Linked DNA regions of Delphinus delphis: region 1 is linked to region 2. A link is a contact called in public Hi-C data. All regions are on one chromosome and are shown on one strand. The core of a region is the stretch at or near the end of the contact, and the rest is flanking DNA. Distances in the headings are between cores, read along the strand shown.

What was found. A called contact is a pair of places that touch in the nucleus more often than the background predicts.
Region 1: a Hi-C map of muscle shows a contact between it and region 2, with 2.2 times the contacts expected there. The contact joins the promoter of GHRH here to the promoter of BLCAP in region 2. A contact is called at or near these places in 3 of 3 Hi-C or Micro-C datasets (lung and muscle).

The regions. Positions count from the first base shown.
Region 1 is chr15:21,939,696-21,943,693 of mDelDel1.2, forward strand. GHRH (growth hormone releasing hormone) reads left to right here and starts at 2,614. Exons shown (of 4, transcript XM_060032729.1): 1 at 2,614-2,693; 2 at 2,991-3,095. The coding sequence starts at 2,614.
Region 2 is chr15:21,700,357-21,704,648 of mDelDel1.2, forward strand. BLCAP (BLCAP apoptosis inducing factor) reads left to right here and starts at 2,627. Exons shown (of 2, transcript XM_060030812.1): 1 at 2,627-2,900.

The DNA of each region.
Region 1 (3,998 bases), core at 1,364-3,863, 240 kb after region 2:
GGCAAGCCGTTTATGGCAAATCTTGTGCCTCTTGGTTGACCAGATTATGCGGTTGCCCAGTCTCCTTCTGCATGACCACGGGTTACTGGATTTACTATGACTTGCCCCCCAAAGTCTGCCACTATCGGGTTATTTTCAACTCCCTAAAACCATCGGATGTGCACAGGGACACGCCAACCAAGCAGGTGTTCCTGTTTGTCCCCCTTGTTTCTTCCCCAGAGACCAGTAACAAAGAGCAAAAGCTTTCAGTCTTCTCAGAACCGTTTCCCATGTGCAGGTGATGAATTCTGAAGCACCCCATGAATAGGGAGTCTTGTGAATAAGGGCTTGTTTCTGAGAGGCCGCCGTGCGGATCAGGAGGCCCGTTCTGAAGTGCCCAGTCCGAAACTAATTTGATGGAGGACCATGGAGAAAGGCCCTTCTCCTCTCTGGGCTCATTTCCTTGGCTGTAAAATTGGAGGTCGTGATACCTGCTCCCGAGGGCGAGTGTGAGGGTGGGCTGTGCGGGCCGGCTGGGCACAGGGGCTGGGAATCACTTGTGCCAGCCCCGGGAGAAGGGGCAGCGGGTGGGGAGGCTGACGTGGAGCTTAGGCCAAAAACAGGGGTCAGGGCTTCGCTCTGGAGGGGGTGAGGTGTCACGGGCTTCGGAGGGGTGAGTGAGGTGACTGGGGGCCTGGATGTGCTCAGGTCATTACAAGATCAGCAGGAAAGAACGCGAGAAATCCCAGGATGCAGCTGGGAGACAGAAGAACAGTGGTCATGTCAAGGAGACCCCTTTGCCTCCAAAGATCTCCTTACTTAGGAAACTCCAGCAGTGGACCAGGTCGGGAAAGGGGGGCCAGGTGTGATAGTGTGTGATGAGGACAGAAGACTGAAGATCCTTGGTCTGGGGGGTCAAGTTCTAAGTCAGATGCAAAACGCACCTAAAGGGCTTGTCGTGTTGATGAAGGCGCAGAAGGTCTGGGAGGCACGGCAGGTGGATGTCAAAGGGGCAGCCCGTGGGGCCGACACCACGGTCTCATCTTTTCTCTAGCCCCAATCCTTAGCAGAATAGTAAACGCTTAACAAGTATTTGCAGGATAAGGGGACTTGGACTTGGTGCAACGAGAAAAACTTCCTAAAAGCAAGAGCTGCCTGGAAATAAGACAGACTGGCTTAGAGTAGTGAGCTCCCTGTCACTCAGCAGCAGCAAGTGTTTGCGCTGAAACTGGAGCATTGTCTTTGGACGGGGAGGATGAAGGGGTGCACGTCAAAGAGGGGCTGATGATTGAGGCCTGGCTGGCTGCTCCCTCCTGCTCTGGAGGTGCAGGGGTCTCGGGCAGCATTGAGCAGTCCCCAGCGTGCTTCCTGGAGTCTCAGGGCATCCCTGGGTTAGTCGAGACCCCAGTGTCTGGGAGAAGAGGGGTGATGCCCTGAGAGGGCAAGTGAGCCCGGGAAAGGAAGTGGATTCCCTCAGGGCTGGCCCTGCCTGCCGGAAACCCCTCCTCAGCAGGACCAGCTGGACATGGAGTGATGCGGGGAGATGGTGGAACATGAGGGGTCCTGCCCTCCCAGGGGCTGGCTGAGCCTCCGGAGGGGTCTGTATCCCCATGGAGGGCACATCCTGCTGAGAGGGGGTGCCCCTGGGAGATGAGAAGACCCAGATCTGAGATGGCTGAGTCACTCCGAGGCCCGCCATTTCCACACCGTGGTCTGACAGTAGGGGCACCGCCCCAGCCGAGGCAGCTCTCTCCCTGTAGACTGTTCTTCCCCTAATTGCCGAGCACGGTGTCAGCAGGCCCCAATGAAGAACAATCACATGATCTATGAGATGATTCTGCCTCACGGGCTCCCCAGGCTCCCTGGCCTCTTCCAGGGCAAAATCTAAGCATCTGGAGCAAGATGTATAGCCTTCCTCCCTTTCCTCCGACTCCTCACAAAATCAGGACAGCCTGCTCCCTGAGCATTAGGTCGTCGGAGCAGAGGTGTGTGGAGAATTGCCCACGTGCCAAGCGCTCACTTCAGGTGCCTCATCTCACCTCATACTCACAAGGACCCTATGCAGTAGGTGTAGTTATTGACTCCATTTTATGGATAGAGAAACTGAGGTCCAGAAAGGAGAAGCCACTAGTCCTGGATGCACAGCTACTGACGGCAGAGCCCAGATGTGAACTCAGATTTGTCTGACTCAGAGCCTGAGCTGTTAGCCCTGTTCAATACCGTCAGTGCCACACTGGGCTGGTGGGTGACTTAGGTGACTAGGGGAAGGTGCTTGCTCCTCCCCTGTTCCTTGCTGAGGCCTGAATCCCATGTATAAGGCCTTACAAGGAGGGGCAGTTTCACCATTATCATTCATTTTATGTTCAACCCTGTGAGGTCAGCAGAGTAGCCTTATCATGCCCATTTTACAGATGGAAAAAATGAGGTCAGAGCTTGTGACTATCAGAGGCAGAACTTGAACCCGGGTGTGTCTGGGTTCCTTTTCCTACCCAACAGCTTCCAAAAGACAAGGGCCAAACTTGCATGGAGCCAAGCCCAGGGCTGGGCCCACCCAGCAAAAGACATCCCAGTGGCTATGGCTTCACCTGACCTTTTCTTCCTGTCACTCCCCAGGTGCCAGCACAGGGGTGAAGGATGCTGCTCTGGGTGTTCTTCCTCGTGACCCTCACCCTCAGCAGCGGCTCCCACGGCTCCCCACCCTCCCAGCCCCTCAGGTAAGCAGTCCTGACAACAGGGCCTGCTGTATTCCTGCCACCCCAAAGCCAGCCCTGCCAGGGTTGCTACTTAGGGGGTGCAGAATCAAGCCACCAGCTGGTCCCCAGCTATCTCCTCGGGCAGCCTCCACTACTCATCTCTGGGAGGGAGGCAGACTCTGAGCCCCAGAGAGGTCACTCAGCCCAGGTTCCAGCTCTCTCTGGGGACAGGCCACAGAAGGACCTTATAGAGACCCCGTGAGCACAGCCCTCCTGGGCCTCCCACCCTGCCTTTTGACCTCTGACTCCTTCCACTAGGATGCCGAGGTACGCAGACGCCATCTTCACCAACAGCTACCGGAAGGTGCTGGCCCAGCTGTCTGCCCGCAAGCTTCTCCAGGACATCATGAGCAGGCAGCAGGGGTGAGCTGACGTTCTCGTGACTTCTTCCCATACCCCAAGTGCATCGCGGTTTGGAGGGACCAAGTTTGGTCTCTCCCCTTGCACAGCATCTGTCATTTCTGGACTCGCCATAGCAGAAGGGCTCCAACGTCAAACCTCAGCTTACGCTTAACTAATAAATGATCACTGAGCACCCACTATGTGCTTGTCCCTGTGATGGGCTCCAACAGTGACAACACCAGTGGTAGTCACCACTTGACTGTGGCTCTGCCAGAAACAAAGACTTTACCCTGGGACATTTGCACACACCCAGCACAGTGCTGGGCACAGAGTAAGCCCTTGGTAGTGTTAGCCATTATTCTTAGTTTCTTTTGATTTTTCTTTTAGTATTTATTTATTTATTTGGCTGTGCCGGGTCTCAGTTGCAGCACACGAGATCTTTAGCTGTGGCAAGAAAACCCTTAGTTGCGGTATGTGGGAATCTTTTAGTTGCAGCATGTGGGATCTTATAGTTGCAGCATGCGGGATCTAGTTCCCTGACCAGGGATCGAACTAAGGGCCCCCTGCATTAGGAGCGTGAAGTCTTAACCACTGGACCACCAGGGAAGTCCCTATTCTTAGCTTCTTATGTGCTCTTTCCAACAACTCTACAAAGCAGGTTCTCTTACCCCCATCGTACAGAAGCTACATTAATAGCTTCTAAAGGACACACACCAAAGAGTGGCAGAGTTAGCATTCAAACAGCCTGACTCTACAGCCTGAACACTTATTAGTTTTTTGTTTGTTTTTTAAAATTTTATTAATTTATTTATTTTTGGCTGTGTTGGGTCTTCATTGCTGCGCATGGGCTTCCTCTAGTTGTGACGAGTGGGGGCTACTCTTCGTTGCGGTGCATGGGCTTCTCATTGCGGTGGCTTCTCTTGT
Region 2 (4,292 bases), core at 1,377-3,876:
AAAAGCTAAGAGTGGAAATTCTAGTCACAGCGTAAGTGTCTGTTTACATTTAGTGGAAACTGCCAGTTTTCTGAAGTGGTTGTACCAGTTTCCTCTCATGGGCAGTGTGCAAGAATTTCCACATCCTTGCCAATGCCCAGCCTTTCTCTTTTCTAAACAAGAGTTTCCACTGTGACACTCCTCTTTTCCTCCAGTGTTGGATATTGGGTGTGCCTGGCATGAGTGCGTAGATCCCTCAGCCCAGAAGCAGCAAGACAGAGGTCACATCTAGTTTGTTTGAGTCTCAGCTACAGGAGGAATGGTCATCTCCTTGATGTGGATGAGACCCCAGGAACTGGGGTGGCAATCTTATGACCACGAGCATGAAACCAACATGAGGACAGCACAGCAGAGATGAAATGAACCTAAGAGATGGAATGTTTGTGATGACATGGTCAAGCCACTCAACTAACCTGCCACTGAGTGGCAGGGTATATTTATTTTTTTAAGCCAAGTGATTTAGGGTCTTGTTTTTGGAACTTGAATCATAAAGGATACAGTCCCTAAGCCCCCCCTTGTAACCAGACCGAATGGTGCCATTTCTGTCCTCCATAGCAGTCATCTCCACTGAGCATTCTTTCCTTCCTGAAACCTCCTCTCTGGGATCCCATGCTCACCTGGTCCTCCTCCTACCCCACGGGTCACTGCTTCTCAGCCTCCTTTCCTGGCTCTTCCTCTGCCTACTTATTAATCTACCTTCACTTTCTTAGGACCTCATCCAGCACCATGATGTGTGTACTGTGTGCTGATGTTACTGAAATATGTATCTCCAGCCCAGATCTCTCTTCTGAGCACCAGTCTCATATAAAGCGGCCTATTGACCCTCTCCACCCAACCATTGCCCAGGCTTTTCAAACTTACCTTCTTAGCCAAACTCTTGATCTTCCCCCTCAATTTGAGCCTGCTGCAGGCTTTACCACCTTAGTCAAGGGCTCTTTCATTCTTTCATACTCAAGGCAAAGATCTAGGTGTCTTTGCCAATGCCTCAACACCCACCCACATTCCATCTTACATTCTCTACTTCTCCACCTTCCAGGGTCACCATTCCTTTGCACTTGGAAACCTACAACAGCCTTCTGGCTGGTCTCCCCACACCCGCTCGAAAGTGCTTTCCAAGCCATGTAGGGTGGACTTTCAGAGACCCAAACCTGGTATCATTCCCCTGATGAAAATGATAAAAAGATAAAGATAAAATCCAACTTCATTAGGTAGCACTACCTGCCCTACTTGCTCCTTCCTCACCCTCAGCTGCTGCTTCCCACCTCCACATCTGGGACAAGTGGTTCTTTCTGCCTACAACATTTCCCCTCTCACTCTTGCCCTACAAAACTATCTTTGGTTTTTAAGCCTAAATGCCAGCTTCCCAAGGAGTTTCCACCCTTACCCTTCCCACTACATGAGGGTTCCATTAATTTTTTTTTTTGGCCAGACTGCGCAGCCTTCAAGATCTTAATTTCCCAACCAGGGATCGAACCCGCGCGTTCGGCAGTGAGAACATGGAGTCCTAACCACCAAACTGCCAGGGAATTCCCCTCCATTAATTTTTCATAGCACTCTTCATATTCCCCCACAGCATTTCCCATCATGCATAATTATATATTGATTTGATTTAAATTATTAACAGATAGTGATCATTTGATGATTAAAAAAATTTATTTTATTGACGTATAGTTGCTTTACAATGTTGTGTTAATTTCTGCTGTACAGCAAAGTGATTCAGTTATACCTATATATACATTTCTTTTTCATATTCTCTTCCATTACGGTTTATCACAGGATATTGAACACAGTTCCCTGTGCTATACAGTGGGACCTTGTTTATCCATTCTATATACAGTATAATAGTTTGCATCTGCTAATCCCCAGCTCCCAATCCATCCCTCCCCCACCCCCTCCGCCTTGGCAACCACAAGTCTGTTCTCTATGAGTCTGTTTCGTACATATGTTCATTTGTGTCATATTTTAGATTGCACATATAAGTAATCTGATGATTGCTTTTCCACCCCTCCCCCACTCTCCCCCAGTAGCCGGGCATCTCCTTGAATTAGAACAGCGCCTATTTCACGCTCCATTCTATCCTCTTGCCTTTAGCACTGCATTTACACACAGTAAGCGCTCAAGGAATGTGCTTATTTAGCTAATAAATAGATACATTGACTCATTTAATCCCTATAACAACCCTGTGAAGTAGGCATTTCATCAGATTCGGGGAAGCTAACAGTCGGGGTGGGCAAGTGGCTCGCCTAAAGTACAGGGCAAGAAGAGTCAGGTCCTGACCCAAGTCAAATCCTAAATTCTGAGCCGGAATATTTCCGCTCCTGATCTTTGGCCTTGGTAAAGGGGCCAGGGAGGAGGCGGACTTTGAGCCACGGGAACGTTTTCAGAGATTACACGGGTCATCCACGAGGACCAAAGCGAACAATCGTTCACCTACAGAGACTAGGATACGCCCCCTCTGCTCTAAATGTGTAAAGATCACAATCCACTGCATATGTATGAGGGGACCAAGGCGGGGGGGCGTGATTCGGAGCTGTCCTGGATGCGCCTGATCAAAAATTCTTCGGATTTGAAGACTTCAGAACCCCCAGATTTCTGAACACATTAGCAAAAAGTCTTCAAATGGTCATCTGTGGCACACGTTAGGAGGATATCGGGCATAGAAGACCCCCCCAATTTAGGTCGTATTATCAGGCATCTGCCGTAGGCAGCCCGACCCCAGAAGGGGTCCTCGGTCGGCTCGACTAGAAGACGAAGGGGGCGTCTCCCCTGCTTCCTGCGGCGTCGGAGGCGAGTTGAGGTGGTGGCAGGCTGCGGCTACGAAGGCGTCAGCGGTGGCGGCGGCGCCATGGCAGGGCTCGCAGGTACCGTGGCGTCGGCCTCTTGGGGGCGGGATGAGAGGCCCTTAATGCGGCCGCGCCGCCATGTTGTCCCTTCGGGGTCACCTTAGGCGTCGTCCGGTCCCTCTCTGGGGTTTTCCTTCCGCGCACCCTGAGGGCCGCCCCTGTCCAGTGTCACGTGATTGCCCTGTTTGGCCCCCCAGCCTGGGCCTTGGGGGTCTCTTCGTGGCCCGAGGGCAGGGCACTGGACTCCTGGGTTCTCGTTCAGGCCTCCAAGGTCATCACTCGCCTGTCTGCTTGTGGGATGGGGCAGGCAGAGCTGGGGAGCTTGGGGCTGGGGGTGCGACAACCTTCTCTCCGGCCCCGGTGCACGTGGCAGGGGGCCCAGCTTCTGAGATGCCTGTCACTCTGTCCCCACCACTTAAGTTACCTTTTTTTTTTTTTTTTAAACCAGAAGGGGCGTGGGGGAGAGGAGAGAAAAGGGTCTCCCTCCCCGGGTCCCCGCCTTGGTGTCTGGGGTGATAGGTTGACGCTCTGCTTTGGGTCGCGGGTGCTTCTTACTCTCTCTAATTTTACACCAAGTCCGGACACCCATTCCCTTTCCTACAGTATATGTGGGGAGTGGCCCTCAAGGGCAGCTGAAGGAATGGGTTGCCTGGCACACTAATGGCCTGGAGAGAAGAATGGGGGATGGGGGACAGTTGCTTTTTCCTTCCCTCTTCCACACCTTATTTAATTTCCTTCCAGGCCTCCGTGTCCCTTTTCAACGCTAAATGTTGGGGCAGACTGGGGTCTGTCCTGGGAAAGAAACGGCCTTTCTGTTTATAGGTTCGGATCATGTTTTATCCCTTTCAGGGAACTGGTGTTTTGGGGACAGCTTCTGTTTGCCCTGCTTGACATGGTACAGCCATCCCCTCAGCCTTCTGGACGGCAACACTAAAGCCAGGAGACACACACACACACACACACACACACACACACACACACGTTCCAGCTTAAGTGCTAATGCCAAGTGTTAGATCTTGTTTGTTTGTTTGTTTGTTTTAAATCAGAGACTAATTAATGTCAGCGAATCTGTTGAAAGATTGCCGAGCCCTGGTCGGTTTCCAGTGACCAGATCACTTCCGTATCTGAAATTGGTCTTGTTAGAATTGCTGCCAAAAACAGTTTAACCTTTTATCTGTAACATGTTGTTTCAAAGAGGAATCTGGAAGGCTGGGTTTGGCTGTCTTTTTCTGTTGTTGTTCTCTTATCTTTGAAACATATGCATTCCATTTCAAGCCTGTCGCTGTATGATATACCAAGGACCATGTGTTGCCTGCCTCTCTGACTTCCTGTTCTGGGAATGCTCTGGAATCTGGATCCTGCTGGGGAATGGGCCCCGTGGGAGGGAGAAAAGGAGGCGGAGGGGAAGCA